Linked DNA regions of Danio rerio: region 2 is linked to region 1. Evidence: chromatin contacts called from public Hi-C data. All regions are on one chromosome and are shown on one strand. The core of a region is the stretch at or near the end of the contact, and the rest is flanking DNA. Distances in the headings are between cores, read along the strand shown.

Region 1 (7,685 bases), core at 2,800-5,299:
TTATTCAATTCTCCTATAGCGCATGTGTTTGGACAGTGGAGGAAACTGGAGCACCCGGAAACCCAAGCCAACACAGGGAGAACATGCAAACTCCACACAGAAATGCCAACTGACCCAACTGGGGCTCGAACCAGCAACCAGAGCCACTGGGCTGCCCTGAAAATGACCTCATTTGTATAAAAATGTAAAATGTTTTAAAGCATGTGGCCTCCTAACCTTACTCCTCATTGGGAAGTGAGCACATTGTACTAAAATGTATGCATGAGAGGTCAGTGGTGTTGGTTAGTTTTTAACTCTAACCCTAACCCATACTCTCAATGTCAAATCATTAGATATATTAGACTCCTTCGTTTTCTTTACGGCCTTGTACCTTTATTAATCTGGGTTCGCCACAGCGGAATGACCCGCCAACTTATCCAGCACTTTTCTACGCAGCTTCCAGCTGCAACCCATCCCTGGGAAACATCCACACACACCCAATCACACTCATTCACTACAGACAATTTAGCCTACCCAATTCACCTGTACCGCATGTCTTTGGACTGTGGAGGAAACCCGCACGAACGCAGGGAGAACATGCAAACTCCACAAAGAAACGCTAACTGAGCCAGCCAAGGCTCGAACCAGTGACCTTCTTGCTGTGAGGCGACAGCACTACCTACTGCGCCACTGCGTCGCCCATATATTAGACTTTTGAGCTGAACTGATGCTTGAGTTCAAGTATGTTTCTCTCTATGGTAGCAGAAATGTCCAAGTTCCCACATGCCGTCTTAATGGTGTCACTCAGGCGAAACATTTGCAACAGATGAAGGAAACAGGAGAATGAACGAATCTCAAAACACGAGCCCCGGGAAATGCGCGCGATGGTAATCAAGACCACGGTCAAAGAATGCAGAGAGAAAAAAATCAAACAATTACGAGTCTGTTGGTCAGTAGGAAACTGACTCAGGTGCAATCAGCCCTCATTCACACATTAAATAGAGCTCTTTGTGGGTTCACACACACAGTATCTCTCGGCATCAGAGTATCGAGTGAATGAATGCACCTCGCACATTCTATCTGAATCATTGTAGGTTACATATGAAAGAACACAATGGGAAAACAGTCAGGCATCGGGTAACACATTGCTCACTAATATACACAAAAAAGGGCCTACATGAAGACTGTGGATTGGATTCAAAAGTGGACAGAAGCTGATGTAAAAATAATCAGTTCCGCTTATGCATAATAATTAGCTTGCTTTTTGATTGATTCATGTACTGTACATCAATTCAATTCAGCTTTATTTGTATAGCGCTTTTACAAAGTAGATTGTGTCAAAGCAGCTTCACATAAAAGGTCATGGTAAATTGGAAGAGTAGTTCAGATTTTTAGTGTTTAGGTGTGCTTTCACACCTACACTTTTGCTTCAGAACCTGTCTCGTTTGCCCAGTTAGCGCGGTTCGTTTGGCATATGTGAAACCACCAATCGCTCTCGGATCCGCGCCAAATCAATCGCTCTGAGATCGCTTGAATGAGGTGGTCTCGGCTCGATTTAAACGAACTCTGGAGCAGATTGATTGCAGTGAGAAAGCGATACGATTTGAGCGCGGTTATATCACAGTGTTTTATGGATATGTAATAGGCTTACGGCTCTATGAAGAGAGAATTACGAGTAGGGCGGGAAGTTTCGCGAGTCTCCGGATGCCCGCAAACGAGTGATAATCTCCCGGTAATCTCGCGTCTCCCTCCCGCTCCTCAAATAGGCTAAGTCGCGCACTCTTCTCACCCCTCCCCACCGCATCTCTCCTCACTCTTCAGACACGTCGTGCGCACCTTGTCAAACACCACCAAACCACCACCTCTCCTGACAGCTGAGCGGGACTCTGCAAAATAAACCCTGACACTCTGACCAATGTGAGGAGAGTTTACCCACACGTGACTTGTTTTAGCTCCTTTGGTGATTAGAAACTTTGCAGTGTGGAAGTGAACCGCTCCAAGAGCAACAATGTAACATTTGTAATCTCTGTTTTGGAAAAACTGAATCGATTCACAGGTGTGAAAGCAGCCTGAATTCAGTTCAGCTCAGTTCAGTGTGGATTAATAATCACTACTGAGGGTCTAGACACTGGAGAGCAATCCATCAATGCGCAGGTCTACAGATCCCAACCATGTAAGCTAGTGGTGACAGCGGAGAGGGAAAAAAAACTTCACCAATTGGCAAAAGTAAAGAAAAAACCTTGAGAGAACTCAGTTGGGTAATGATCTGGTTTTAGAGGGGGTTTGGCCATTTCCAGGCTGGTTTCCAGCCATTTCCAACCTGGTCTTAGCTGGTCAGGCTGGAAAATGACCAGCCAAATCCAGCTAAAACCAGCTTGACCAGCCTGGTTTAAGCTGGACATAGCTGGTTTTGGCTGGACTCCCAGCTTGGCTAGGCTGGTCAAGCTGGTTTTAGCTGGTCATCTCCCAGCCTGACCAGCTAAGAGCAGGCTGGAAATGGCTGGAAACAAGCCTGGAAGTGGCCAAAACCTCTCTAAAACCAGCCTGGTCGACCAGCTAAAACCAGCCAACCAGCATAATTAAGTTGGGCATGACTTTTATAATTTCTCCGCTGGCCAAATGTCTTGTGCAGAGCTGTAGTCTCAGCGGTGGAGGCTGGAAGCTGGGCCTCAGCGAAGACTCGTCTGTCCCTGGAGCATCACAGGAATCAGTCTCATGCTCTCCAGTCCCCCATGACCACCACAGCAGCTGCTCAGGATACAGCCTGGTCCAGGATAATGGAATCCATGGGATCATCTCGTCTCTGGTCTTGGATCAATCAGTGACTCTGCATAGCCTGTGGACTTCGAGATGAGTATCCCCAGGTGGAATTTGGGAATAAAGAGAATAATTAGCGTAGCTGCTGTTCATAGTGTATATAAACCAGATGCAGAAATCTGTGTGGAACCCGCTAAATGATGCACTGAGTGTATGCTTTACTAAACAGACAGGTATTTAATCTAGTTTTGAATTGGGAGATTGTGTCTGAGCCTCGGACATTATCAGGAAGGCTATTCCGTAGTTTAGGAGCCATAAACATTAAGGCTCGACCTCCTTTAGTAGACTTTGCTATTCTAGGTACTACTAGAAGCCCTGAGTTTTGAGATCTTAAAGAGCGAGCTGGATTGTAGCGAGACAGAAGGTTGGTTAGATAAACAGGAGCTCGATTATTTAAAGCTTTAAATCACATCAGTGGTTCCCAACCTTTTTTTTTTTTTGCCTGAGACCCACTTTTGTAAGGCCCCCCTCCACATTTAAGGATATAATCGCTCATTTAAGTTTGCAGTAAAGATGACAAAAAAATTTTGTTTTCAAACAAACGGTGTGTTTATGCACAAATAATAGCCTAATGTTTCCCAGGGATGGGTTGCGGCTGGAAGGGCATCCGCTGCGCAAAAATGTGCCGGATAAGTTGGCGGTTCATTCCGCTGTGGCGTCCCCGGATTAATAAAGGGACTAAGCCGACAAGAAAATGAATGAATGAATGAAAGTTACAACTAAACAAACCAAACACATCCACTGAGGAAACACCAGTGTCAACAAAGTAGTTTGCTTGGCTGGGCTCAGCGTGAGGTTCAGTTATAGGGCAGATGTGATCTGATCATGGCTGTATTTAATGCTGCTGTCCATTATCCGGGGGACTTTCCAACCTCAGCACAGCCAAAGCACCATTCTGTTTCCTTCATGCGTCCGGTCACGGTTTGCTGTGGTGTAGAGTCCGCTCATCAGCGTGACCTGAACACCGCGCTCAGCAGAGAGACATGCTCTCTTCAGAGTGAGTTTGTTCCTTCTCAAGCCCAGATTTAGAGTCAGAGTTTCAGCCTCCACTCACACAATGCCGGCTTTCACCATCTGACTTCACGCATGACCGCAACATCTCAATGACGCCTTCGGCAGGATAATCTACAACCTCACACACACACACACACACATATGCACACAGCCGTCTAGTGGAATGACATTCACACACATTCATGCAAACACAGAAGCAGCATTCAAATGAATTAATATAAAGATCTGCCGTTTGTAACTCTAGCTCACTGCTGCCTCCGTTTGGCTCTCGGTGGAACTGCTCATCAAACTCATTTTTGAGAAACCTAAAGATGCCTCTTTCGTTGGGTAGTTTTGATGCATAGATGGTTTTACTGTAAGTAATTTTTCTAAATGAAACTTCATATGTGCACTTTATTGATAAAAGAGAGAATCAAATAATCTTTAGATACCAGAATATTCTAGAAATTTGATGATGGACTCTATAGATTATAGATATAGATATTTATTTTAGTTGAGATTGTGTCAAACATTGAATAAAAAAGCACTGTTCTAAGCACTTTACAGTACCTTTAAAAGATCTACTGGGAACTCTGAATTTCACACTTCTGAGTACAAACACAATAAACCAATAGGCCAACAGTCTGGTAACCATTAAGATCACTATAGCAACAGCATGGTACATCAAGATGACGTAGACAAACACCTTTTACACACTGTTTAATTTTAGAAGTGAAGTGGTAACCTAGCAACCGACAGTAAACAAGACAAGCATAATAAAAACGGCTTGAATTTTACAGTGTGAAATGTCAAGCAAATTAATACTTGGAATCAAATTCCCTGCTGAAAAATCCAGCTTAAACCAGCCTAGGCTGGTTGGCTGGTTTTAGCTGGTCAACCAGGCTGGTTTTAGAGGGGTTTTTGCCACTTCCAGGCTGGTTTCCAACCATTTCCAGCCTGGTTTTAGCTGGTCAGGCTGGGAGATGACCAGCTAAAACCAGCTTGACCAGCCTAGCAGGCTGGGAGCCCAGCCAAAACCAGCTATGTCCAGCTTAAACCAGGCCGGTCAAGCTGGTTTTAGCTGGATTTAGCTGGTCATTTTCCAGCCTAATCAGCTAAGACCAAGCTGGAAATGGCTGGAAACCAGCCTGGAAGTGGCCAAACCCCCTCTAAAACCAGCCTAGTCGACCAGCTAAAACCAGCCAACCAGCCTAGGCTGGTTTAAGCTGGATTTTTTAGCAGAGAATTGTTAACTGCTGTGTTTACATTAATCTCGTGATGTGAAAGCTGACTTTCATGACGCAGTCAAATGCACAAGTGCTCTACCTAGTGAGCTTTTGAATAGATGGTTAAAAAGCTGCCTAGAGCACCGTCTGCCATTAAAAACTAGTCTAGATCACCATCTGCTGTTAAAAACTAGCCCACAGCATCACCTGCTTTAAAAAAACTAGCCTAGACCGATGTCTGCTGCTAAAATATGATGTTAAAAACTAGCATAGAGTGCCGTCTGCTGTTAAAAATTAGCATAGAGTACCATCTGCAGTTAAAAACTAGCCTAGACCAACTTCTGCTGCTAAAATCTGATGGTAAAAACTAGCATAGAGTGCCGTCTGCTGTTAAAAACTAGCATAGACCAACGTCTGCTGCTGAAATCTGATGTTAAAAACTAGCATAGAGTGCCGTCTGCTGTTAAAAATTAGCATAGAGTACCATCTGCAGTTAAAAACTAGCCTAGACCAACTTCTGCTGCTAAAATCTGATGGTAAAAACTAGCATAGCACCATCTGCAGTTAAATACTAGCCTAGTGTGCCGTCTGCAGTTAAAAAGTAGCATAGAGCACCACATCTGCAGTTCAAAACTATCCTAGAGCACCATCTGCATTTAAAAACTAGCCTATTGCACCATCTTCTGTTAAAAACTATCCTAGAGCATCATCTCCTGTTGAAAATGTCCTCCGTGGGCTGTTTGTGCCAGCTGTCTTTCTCGTCTCACTGACATGTCTAGATAATGCCTGCGCTGCATTCGTACATTCCTGAGTGAAACAGCATCGCCACCATCAACAATACTTATTTGTGTCCAAACAGACATGAAAGAGAGAAGCTCTGTGGTTCTTATAGAAGATTAATGACAGCAACAGGGTTATTTCATTTTCATAACTCTGAGTTTGATCAGGTGCCAGGGAACAGTATGTCCTTAATGCTAACACCGTGTCCTAAACTGGAGATTTAAAGGGGACCTATGATGGAAAAATCACTTTTATGAAGGGTTTAAACACAGTTGTGTGGCAGCATTGTGTTAATGTCACCAGCGTCCAATGGTCAAAATTCAAACATTCTATTGCTTATACATTAAAATATTTTAAACTACACAGTAAAAAAAAGATTACTGCCTTCATTTTTTAGTTGAATCAAATTTTCGAGAGGATCATGTGAGTATGATTGAACACGGCTGGTTCTGGATTAGCATGTATGATCCACCAATCAGGCCATTCCTAACCCACTATAAACCCTGCTGAAAAATCCAGCTTAAACCAGCCTAGGCTGGTTTTAGCTGGTTGACCAGGCTGGTTTTAGAGGGGGTTTGGCCATTTCCAGCCTGGTCTTAGCTGGTCAGGCTGGAAAATGACCAGCCAAATCCAGCTAAAACCAGCTTGAACAGCCTGGTTTAAGCTGGATATAGCTGGTTTTGGTTGGACTCCCAGCTTGGCTAGGCTGGTCAAGCTGGTTTTAGCTGGTCATCTCCCAGCCTGACCAGCTAAGACCAGGCTGGAAATGGCTGGAAACCAGCCTGGAAGTGGCCAAAACCCCTCTAAAACCAGCCTGGTCGACCAGCTAAAACCAGCCAACCAGCCTAGGCTGGTTTAAGCTGGATTTTTCAGCAGGGAAGAGCTAGGGTTTCTCACTAGTCATCTTCAATTTGAAGAATCCCCCCTTCCACCCCTACTCCTCCACCTTTCTCTTTATAGAGCGGCACGGTGGCACAGTGGTTAGCACTGTTGCCTCACAGCAAGTGGTTCTAGTCCTTTAACAGGCCGGCGGTCGTTTCTGTGTGTAGTTTGCATGTTCTTCCTGTGCTCACGTGGGTTTTCCCCGGGTCCTCGGGTTTCCTCCAACATTCCAAAAACATGCAGAACAAGTGAATTGATCAATCTAAATTTAACACTACAGTCAATCTCTCATCCTGCAGCATATCTCTTCATAGCATTCATTTTAGTCATCAGCTCTTATCAAGGGGGGAGTGGTCGAGATCTACCTGAGCTCAAGGTTCCCCTCTCGCCCTGCAAATAGGAGGGAGCCCAGGGCTCAAGGAGCTTTTGAGCTCAGGGCTCTCTCCCGGGACAGCACGCCAAACTTGCTTGTAATCAGCCATCAGCTAGGTGTGAACTCTTGAAACATCAGTCAAACTGACTCAAAATATTAAGTTATACTTTGTGTTACCTACAAAAAATAGTTGAAAGCAGATGAACTTTCAAGTAACGGACGCGTTTGCTGTGAAGGCTTTTTGTAATATTATATTATTTTTGGTATTTTTTGATGGTCCGTTTGAGTATTAGTAGACTGTCTGCTTAATATCTGCTGATACTGCTCCTGCAACAAACATTTAACTGACTATAAGAAAGTTTGCAAGTACATGTCAGCTTACACTAACCCCAACCTAACAGTCTACTTATACTCTAATGAGAATTAATTGGCAGGTAGATGCAATGTAACTTACATTCAACAAACAGAACATCAAAATAAATTCTGATAATATAAAATATCTTGAATGGCATTAATCTTACACAAAACATGTAAAGCCGCTGTCAAACTGCAGGCATGCTGTTATGCCAGTCAGTGAGTGAAATGCTTGTTAGACTGTTGCTATTTAACCCATCTGTGTGTGATATACTGTATTA
Region 2 (7,685 bases), core at 1,472-3,971, 120 kb before region 1:
CCAAATAAAGGATCAAATGTAGTGCTGTGATTACTTACTTGCCGTGTCCATCTCTAGAATGGCCTGCTTAGCCTGTGGGGAGAGAGAAAACACTTGAGTTTGAGTGTAAATCTTAACCTAATGGCCTCTGGGTGGCGCCGTGCCTCCACTTCTGTAAGTACAGAAACTTCTGCTTCTCCTTCAAAGTTCTTACGTTCTCTTTGAGATGTGAACTACTTTATCATGACACAGTTAATGTGAACAGCTCAATTTGGCCACAGCTGCGTGACCATTGAGTATATTGTACAGAAGCAGAGTCAGGACAATGTGTGCGTGTCTAACCTTGGCCGGTATTTTGGCTGGATGGTTTTCAAGGATCAGCCGTTTTAGATGCAGGACCCACATTTTCTTATCCTGTTGAGACTTCGCCTGAAAGTGAATTACAGATATAAATCAGCACAATCTGCAAGTTAAGGGTGCTGCATGTACCTATTTGACTATCCTAAAGCATAACAATGCCATAATATCTTTGCAGTTATTTAAGAAACATGCAAGTGAACATGTTTATCTGAAAAACAATACTAAAGTCAGTTTCTGAGCAGAGTTCTGTGTTGAATATCTGTCTTTATTTAGTTCTCTATAACCTGCACACTGCTAGATTACCTAATAATATTTCAGCACCCCGGTTTGCCTTGGTGGACAACAGCATATTTAATTTCAGTCTTGAAAGGTATGTGAATACACCATTAAAAATGCATGTGAATGCGGCAAGATGTCCTCGCTGCAGCTTGATGACGTAGGCGATCGTTAACTACATAGCGGACCTTATACCGCCCATTAAGGAAGCACCCATATTACTGTGATGATTGGGTTTAGGCTAGGGGGGGTGTAGGTGCTTGTCCTTATACTGCCCACTAGGGTAGCGCCCATGCAACTGTGACGGTTGGGTTTAGGGTAGGGGGAGGTGTTGGCGATTGTCAACTATGTAGCGGACCTTGTACCGCCCACTAAGGTAGCGCCCATGCTATTGTAATGCTTGGAATTAGGGTAAAGTGAGGTGTAGGCGATCGTCAACTATATAGCAGACCTTTTTGTTGCCCACTGACATAGCGCCCATGCTACTGTGACAGTTGGGTTTAGGGTAAAGGGAGGTGTAGGTGATTTTCAACTACATAGTGGACCTTGTACCGCCCACTAAGGTAACTACACCTGTGACGGTTGGGTTTAGGCTAGGGGTAGGTGTAGGCAATTATCAACTAAGTAGTGGACCTTGTACCACCCACTAGGGTAGCGCCCATGCTACTGTGACGGTTGGGTTTAGGCTAGGGGGATGTGTAGGCAATTGTCAACTACGTAGTGGACCTTGTATCGCCCACGAAAGTAGTGCCCATGCTACTGTGACAGTTGGGTTTAGGGTGGGGGGAGGTGTAGGCGATCGTCAACTACATAGTGGACCTTGTACCGCCCACTAAGGTAACTACACCTGTGACGGTTGGGTTTAGGCTAGGGGTAGGTGTAGGCAATTATCAACTAAGTAGTGGACCTTGTACCACCCACTAGGGTAGCGCCCATGCTACTGTGACGGTTGGGTTTAGGCTAGGGGGATGTGTAGGCAATTGTCAACTACGTAGTGGACCTTGTATCGCCCACGAAAGTAGTGCCCATGCTACTGTGACAGTTGGGTTTAGGGTGGGGGGAGGTGTAGGCGATCGTCAACTACATAGTGGACCTTGTACCACCCACTAAGGTAACTGCTATTGTACGGTTAGGTTTAGGCTAGGGGGATGTGTAGTGTAATAGACCTTGTATCGCCCACGAAGGTAGTGCCCATGCTACTGTGATGGTTGGGTTTAGGGTGGGGGCAGGTGTAGGCGATCGTCAACTACGTAGCAGACTTGGACAACTACGTCATCAAGCTCCGGGCTGCAGCGAGGACTGTCTCGAAAATGTGACTTCCGAAGACAGAATCAGTCTTCAAAATGAGACGCAGACCCACATAAGGTGTTTATTAACTAGCAAATAATACAAAAAATGTAAACATTAGGTGAGCAGATTTAACGCTCAATAAACAGATACACTCACTCATCAATCTGGAAACCTGCAAGTGCATCGTTTTGTCATCAGAGAGTCCAATATTTGGACTGCAATACATTCTTCAGTCCTACACTTTTAAAGCTCATTTGCAGACACACCTCAGTAGAGCTGCTGTGTCCACGTCATCTCACATTCAAAGAACGTCAACACCAATGATCAAAATCAAAACAAACACGTCCATCATCTGGGTGAACGTCAGCACAATCAGAAAGTAACAAACAGATGTGATGGACTGGAACCGCCACTCACCAGTGACGCACGTCATTTCAGAGAGCGTTAAAACCAACAGTACAGCTTCAGTACTCAAGCTAGCTTTGATCATTACTTTAATGCAGTTCATTTATCCCCTTCAGTGATAACAGAAATGTAGGAGAGCATGCGATCGGGCATGTATCAGCTGCTGAGATAACAGTAAGCCATCCAATCTTCAGGAGACAATGTGATTTACTGGCATTGGGTTGGTTGAGGTTTGTGCGGCACACACACTGCTTTACATTTATGACTACTAGGCTGAGGTCCAACACACAGGTCAGATGTACCAACACTGGCTTAAGGCGAGACTCGTACCATCATTCACACTCACACTTATGTGTGTGTATGTTCATGCATGCTGAAGCCTGTGGTAGAGGGGTGTGGTTTTACTGGGGTAAAGTTCAAGGCGATTGGCTGTCTGTCAGAAGCCTGGCCTCAGGCTGGACATTCCACTGTGTGTGTATAACACCACTGATCTTCAGTTACATGCTGTTTCTGTGTGTGAGAGTATGATCTCTTACCTGCACAGTGTGTTGAAGTTTGGGATTCTTGTAGTGAAACACGCTGAAGCTCAGAGGCTCTTTAGGTATGACTTCTACCAACATTAGGTTACAACACTGCAAACACACATGGGAAGAGAAATACATTACAGGCTAGAATACATTAGAACTGGGACATCAATTTATGCATTTCTTTGTACACTGTCAAATTAAAATTGTGCAAAAATGTTCTTGTATGCGTACATTAGCCTGTCACTTGGACAGTGTATTCAAAGGTACTCCTCACATCAGCTTCTTTACCTCTTAAGGGTGCATATTACTTGCTTAAACCCCATTTACATTGCCTCTTCTTTAAATGTACAGCCTGATCTCACGAGGAAACGTAAGTATTTTACGTTTTTTCAGTATAGTGGTAAACAGTTTCAGTAGTCGCACCCAATCCCACCCCTAACCGTCATTGGGTGATGAGCAAATCGTACTAAATTGTACGAATTAGATTGTACGAATTCATACGTGTGGCGAGTGGGCGGGGCCAAGAGCCGTGGGAACGGAAACTGTGGCGCGCACTGGCCTCGAATCCCATGGAAGGAGCTCTGGACTATAAGAGGAGGAGGCAGAGAGAGGACTGGGCCCGGACATATTGTTTTACTTTTGTTTTAAGTTTGACGGCAGTATCCTTGAGGAGCTGCCGTCCGTTTGATTTGGTTTAGTTGGCAGTCTCCATGAGGAGCTGTCGTTCCTGTTATTAAAAAATATTCTAAGCCTCGTCAGTTCTCCGCCTCCTTTCGGGCGGCCAAAGGTCCGTAAGCTTCATTACAATACGAATTAGCCACTAAATCAAAAAGTTACGAATTGCCGTGAGATTGCGTTGGTAAAACCCAATAAGTTAAGGCAACTCAAAGCGTTTAAGGAAACTGATTGCAACAAACCATTTAAGTTCAAAAACTGATCCTGAGTACTGTGAACTTAATTGTTTTGAGTAAACAAAGCAGTTTGAGCACAGTAGAACCCAATAAATGAAGAGAACTCAAACCAGCTGAGTGCTGTAAAACCCAATAAGTTAAGGCAACTCAAATCGTTAGAGGAAACTGATTGCTACCAACCATTTGAGTTAAAAACTAATCTATATGAGTACTGTGACCTTACTTAATTTAAGCTGAAGTAATGAGGTATTAACACTGTAAGAAGTAATTACTTACTTAAAGTGAGTAAACCAATTGCCTTAAAAGCAACAAGTTGACTTTACAAAACAATGCGAGTAAACCCGTTGTAACTTGGAACTGTTACATTGACTTAATTTTTATAATTATGCAAATTGAACTTACTTTTTAAAAGTCTGCTAATCCCTTTTTAAAGTGTCAGACTCTTTAGCACGACTGTTTTCAAATAATTACTTTAATTATTACATTATTCCATATTTAGTGCTTCATTAAGTCTAGAAAAATCAACAATTATAGCCTGCATTAAATTTAAGACACACTGGAGTCTGGAAGAGCAGATTTATTTTACTGTAGGTCATTTTGCTAGATTAATAATTATATAATAAAGGCGTATTGGAAAAAAGTGATTAGTTTACTTTTATTTTAAAAAGTGAGAAAAATTTGCATAATAATAAAAATATAATAAATATAATAAAAAGTCATCTTAACAGTTTTAAGTTACAATGAGTTTATTTACATTATTTTTGTTAAGCCAACTTGTTAGCTTTTAAGGCAATTGTTTTACTTGCTTTAGATAACTAATCACTTTTTAAATGTAATTAACTCATTACCTTCAACACTGAAGTCAAAACTCTTTTCAAATGAGTAGAATCAGTAAATATTGAGTTAGCTACACTCGGTTCATTTAATAAAGTTGACTGTTGGGTTTTACAGTAAGGTAAGTTTTTCCCTTACTTATTCATGTGAAGCAGGAAAAATGCAGGTGCAGGTGCCTACAAACCAGTCTAAAAAGTGCATAGTATGTATAAGTGTGTTTAGTGTACACAAACCAGCGGTTTCACTACATGCTCATGCTTTCTCTTCATGTTAAAGCTAGATACTGGAGTAAAGGGGATCTAAAATAGTTTAAGAGATATTTCAGAAAAAAGTGCTCTTCCTTAAGTGCTTCCAAACCTTTATAAGTTTTCCTTTTCTGTTGAGCACAAAAGGAGATATTTTGAAAAATGTTAGAAGCCTAAAACCTTTGAGTTGCATAGTAGGAAAAACACATACTATGAAAGTCAATGGTTACAGGTTTCCAGCATTTTTCAAAATATCTTCTTTTGTATTCAACAGAAGAAAGAACTCATGGAGGTTTCTGACAAGTGAGTAAACGATGACAGGATTTACAGTTTTGTGTAAACTACACCTATAATACCAATTGAAAAGAGGTCATATCGTATTCTTGGTGTTTTCTAAAGCATAATTGTGTATTTATTCTGGCACTTGCTAGCATAAGTATCCTTTAGCATTGCATATAAATTGATCCTTCTGCCTCATATGCTTATCAGATTCCACATCAGATCACAATCGAGGATATTTGAGACACTCGCTGGTGTGTGAAGGTATGTCTTGAGCTGAACTCATTTGATATATTTTGAAGGTTGAGGTTATCTTGTGGACTGAAAACATGAGAAGTGCAGCAGTGCTGATTGTTTCCAGATTGAGATTCAATGGTTCAACGTATTCGACAGGCCACATGAACCTTTTCATTGGTTCCCAGAAAGCTCTAATAAGGCTTGATTGAGCCCTGGAAGTGACAGTAGCTGCGTCCCAAATGGTACACTATGCACTCATGCACTATGTACTTATGCACTTACACACTCAACAGGATAGTATATGTATGTAGTGTCGTCCCAAATGGCACACTGATGTTTTTTTTACTAAACGGAAATTCAAACCGTTTCCCTGATGAGGTTTGACGGTTGCCAAAGCAGTGAAACGACCGAATTATCAAATGATACCTGCCGTGAGTATTGCCGCATTCACCATCGGGAGGCGCTATAATCACTCTTGTAGGAGAATTTTGCTTTCACCATCCAAAATAAATAAAGTTATTCAACATGTGCATCAGATAGCTCCGCCCCTTCCACTACGTAAGCAAACCTGTGGTCGTTGAGTGTGTGAAGTGTCCATCATTACACACTTCATTTTAGCGGCTGAATGAGTGCATCATTCGGGTAATTAAAGTGCACTGATTATTCTTAGAGTTTTCAGTGTGAACACACTGCTTACACTATTTATACTACAAAATGGCGTAGAATAGTGCATAAGTATGCGATTTGGGACGGAGCTAGAGAAAATGCAACTGTCTCTGTTGTGCAAGAGCACGCTTGCTTTAGGCTAATGTACATTCTGTGGGGCAATGCTTGTGTCTTTGTGTCGTTTTGCAGTGCCTCACACATGCATGCTGCTATTTAAGATGCAGCGTTAAGAATGTAAACTATTACACAGAGTGCGGCTCATCAACGTCAGTTTCAAAGCAGTGGACCAATCAGAAGAACTCTTATTGGAGGTTACCTTGGCAGAGGACACACTTTTTCAATGGCAACTTATGATACTACCAAGAAAGCTTTAGGGGCAAGCAGTGTTGATGTACCCCAATAGGTATTTTGTTTTAACACACTTCTGGAAAAGTTAAATGAAAACCAGATCATTTTCAAGATGGTAACAACACATCTTCCCATACTGTATGGATGAATTCCTTAAACAGATTCAGCTTGATTGCACCCGTCTTCTATTGATTCTGCTGGTCTATTTTCACACTGAGTTTGGGTCTGAACCACAGCATTATCATCCAGTACTGTTTTCTACAGAAGCTGCATAATGACCCGTTTGTGCCTTCAAGATTTTCCATTCATTTACATGCACAGAACGCCACTTTGTTTGCCATAGATGCATTGTGAGAGATGTGAGGAATGTAGGATGCTCTTAAAGGTCATACTTCTCAGACAAGCATCATTATAGTATGCAATATTCTCAGGAGCATGCAGAAATCAACTTTTAGATATTAGCAAGTTACTTCCAAGAGTTGAAAAGAAAGTACCGTATATGAAAATATCTCACCAGAATGTGGGCCTTGTATGTGTAGGTCTCTTCACGTTTCTTGGTGATCAGCAAAAGTTTGTCGAACAGGAATAGTGTCCTTTCATTTTTTGCTCTCTGGATGCGAAATGTGCCCTCGAGTACCAGCTCGCCATAGCCAATCAGATCAGGCCCCTTCCAGTTAGTCAGCAAACTCTGGATCTCCTGCGAGAGAGAAAGTGAGAGTAGATTATTAAATAATTGCTCCGGAATCCTTGATCCTGGTTGGTCAATCACAACATTGCATGGTATGTTATTTACAGATAACAACCGCTCAAAGTAATAACACAAGCTCATCAATGAATATATATATATATATATATATATATATATATATATATATATATATATATATATATATATATATATATATATAGTTGAAGTCAGAATTATTAGCTCTCCTGTTTATTTTTTCCCCAATTTCTGTTAAACGAAGAGAAGATTTTTTTCAACACATTTCTAAACGTAATAGTTTAATTAATTATCTCTAATAACTGATTTAGTTTGTCTTTGCAATGATGACAGTAAATATTATTTGACTAGATATTATTCAAGACACTTCTATACAGATTAAAGTGACATTTAAAGACTTAACTAGGTTAATTAGGTTAACTAGGCAGGTTAGGGTAATTAGGCCAGTTATTGTATAATGATGGTTTGTTCTGTTCACTATCACTATTAAAGATGCTAACAATTTTGACCTTAAAAGGTATTAAAAATAAAAAAAAAATTAATTGAAAACTGCTTTTATTCTAGCCGAAATAAAACAAATAAGACTTTCTCCAGAAGAATAAAT

The links. Hi-C and Micro-C count contacts between places; a contact is called where the count stands out from the background.
Region 2: a contact with region 1 is called in a Hi-C map of fibroblasts, with 7 times the contacts expected there. The contact joins two enhancer-like sites. A contact is called at or near these places in 12 of 18 Hi-C or Micro-C datasets (caudal fin, embryo, fibroblasts and 4 more) and 2 of 4 datasets of contacts at active chromatin or transcription factors (caudal fin and gastrula embryo).

What each region holds. Positions count from the first base shown.
Region 1 is chr23:2,364,700-2,372,384 of GRCz12tu, reverse strand. No RefSeq gene overlaps it. Among named protein-coding and RNA genes, the nearest start is that of cc2d2a, 70 kb to the right of the region's middle. Within about 2 kb of position 4,049, at least 22 of the 62 cell types and tissues checked have an H3K27ac peak or open chromatin away from gene starts, as enhancers often do.
Region 2 is chr23:2,486,622-2,494,306 of GRCz12tu, reverse strand. It overlaps LOC101886810 (pleckstrin homology domain-containing family G member 1), which reads right to left. Exons shown (of 19, transcript XM_073939669.1): 9 at 6,872-7,054; 10 at 2,847-2,942; 11 at 322-408; 12 at 39-72. Among named protein-coding and RNA genes, the nearest start is that of tcp1, 22 kb to the left of the region's middle. Within about 2 kb of position 2,721, at least 20 of the 62 cell types and tissues checked have an H3K27ac peak or open chromatin away from gene starts, as enhancers often do.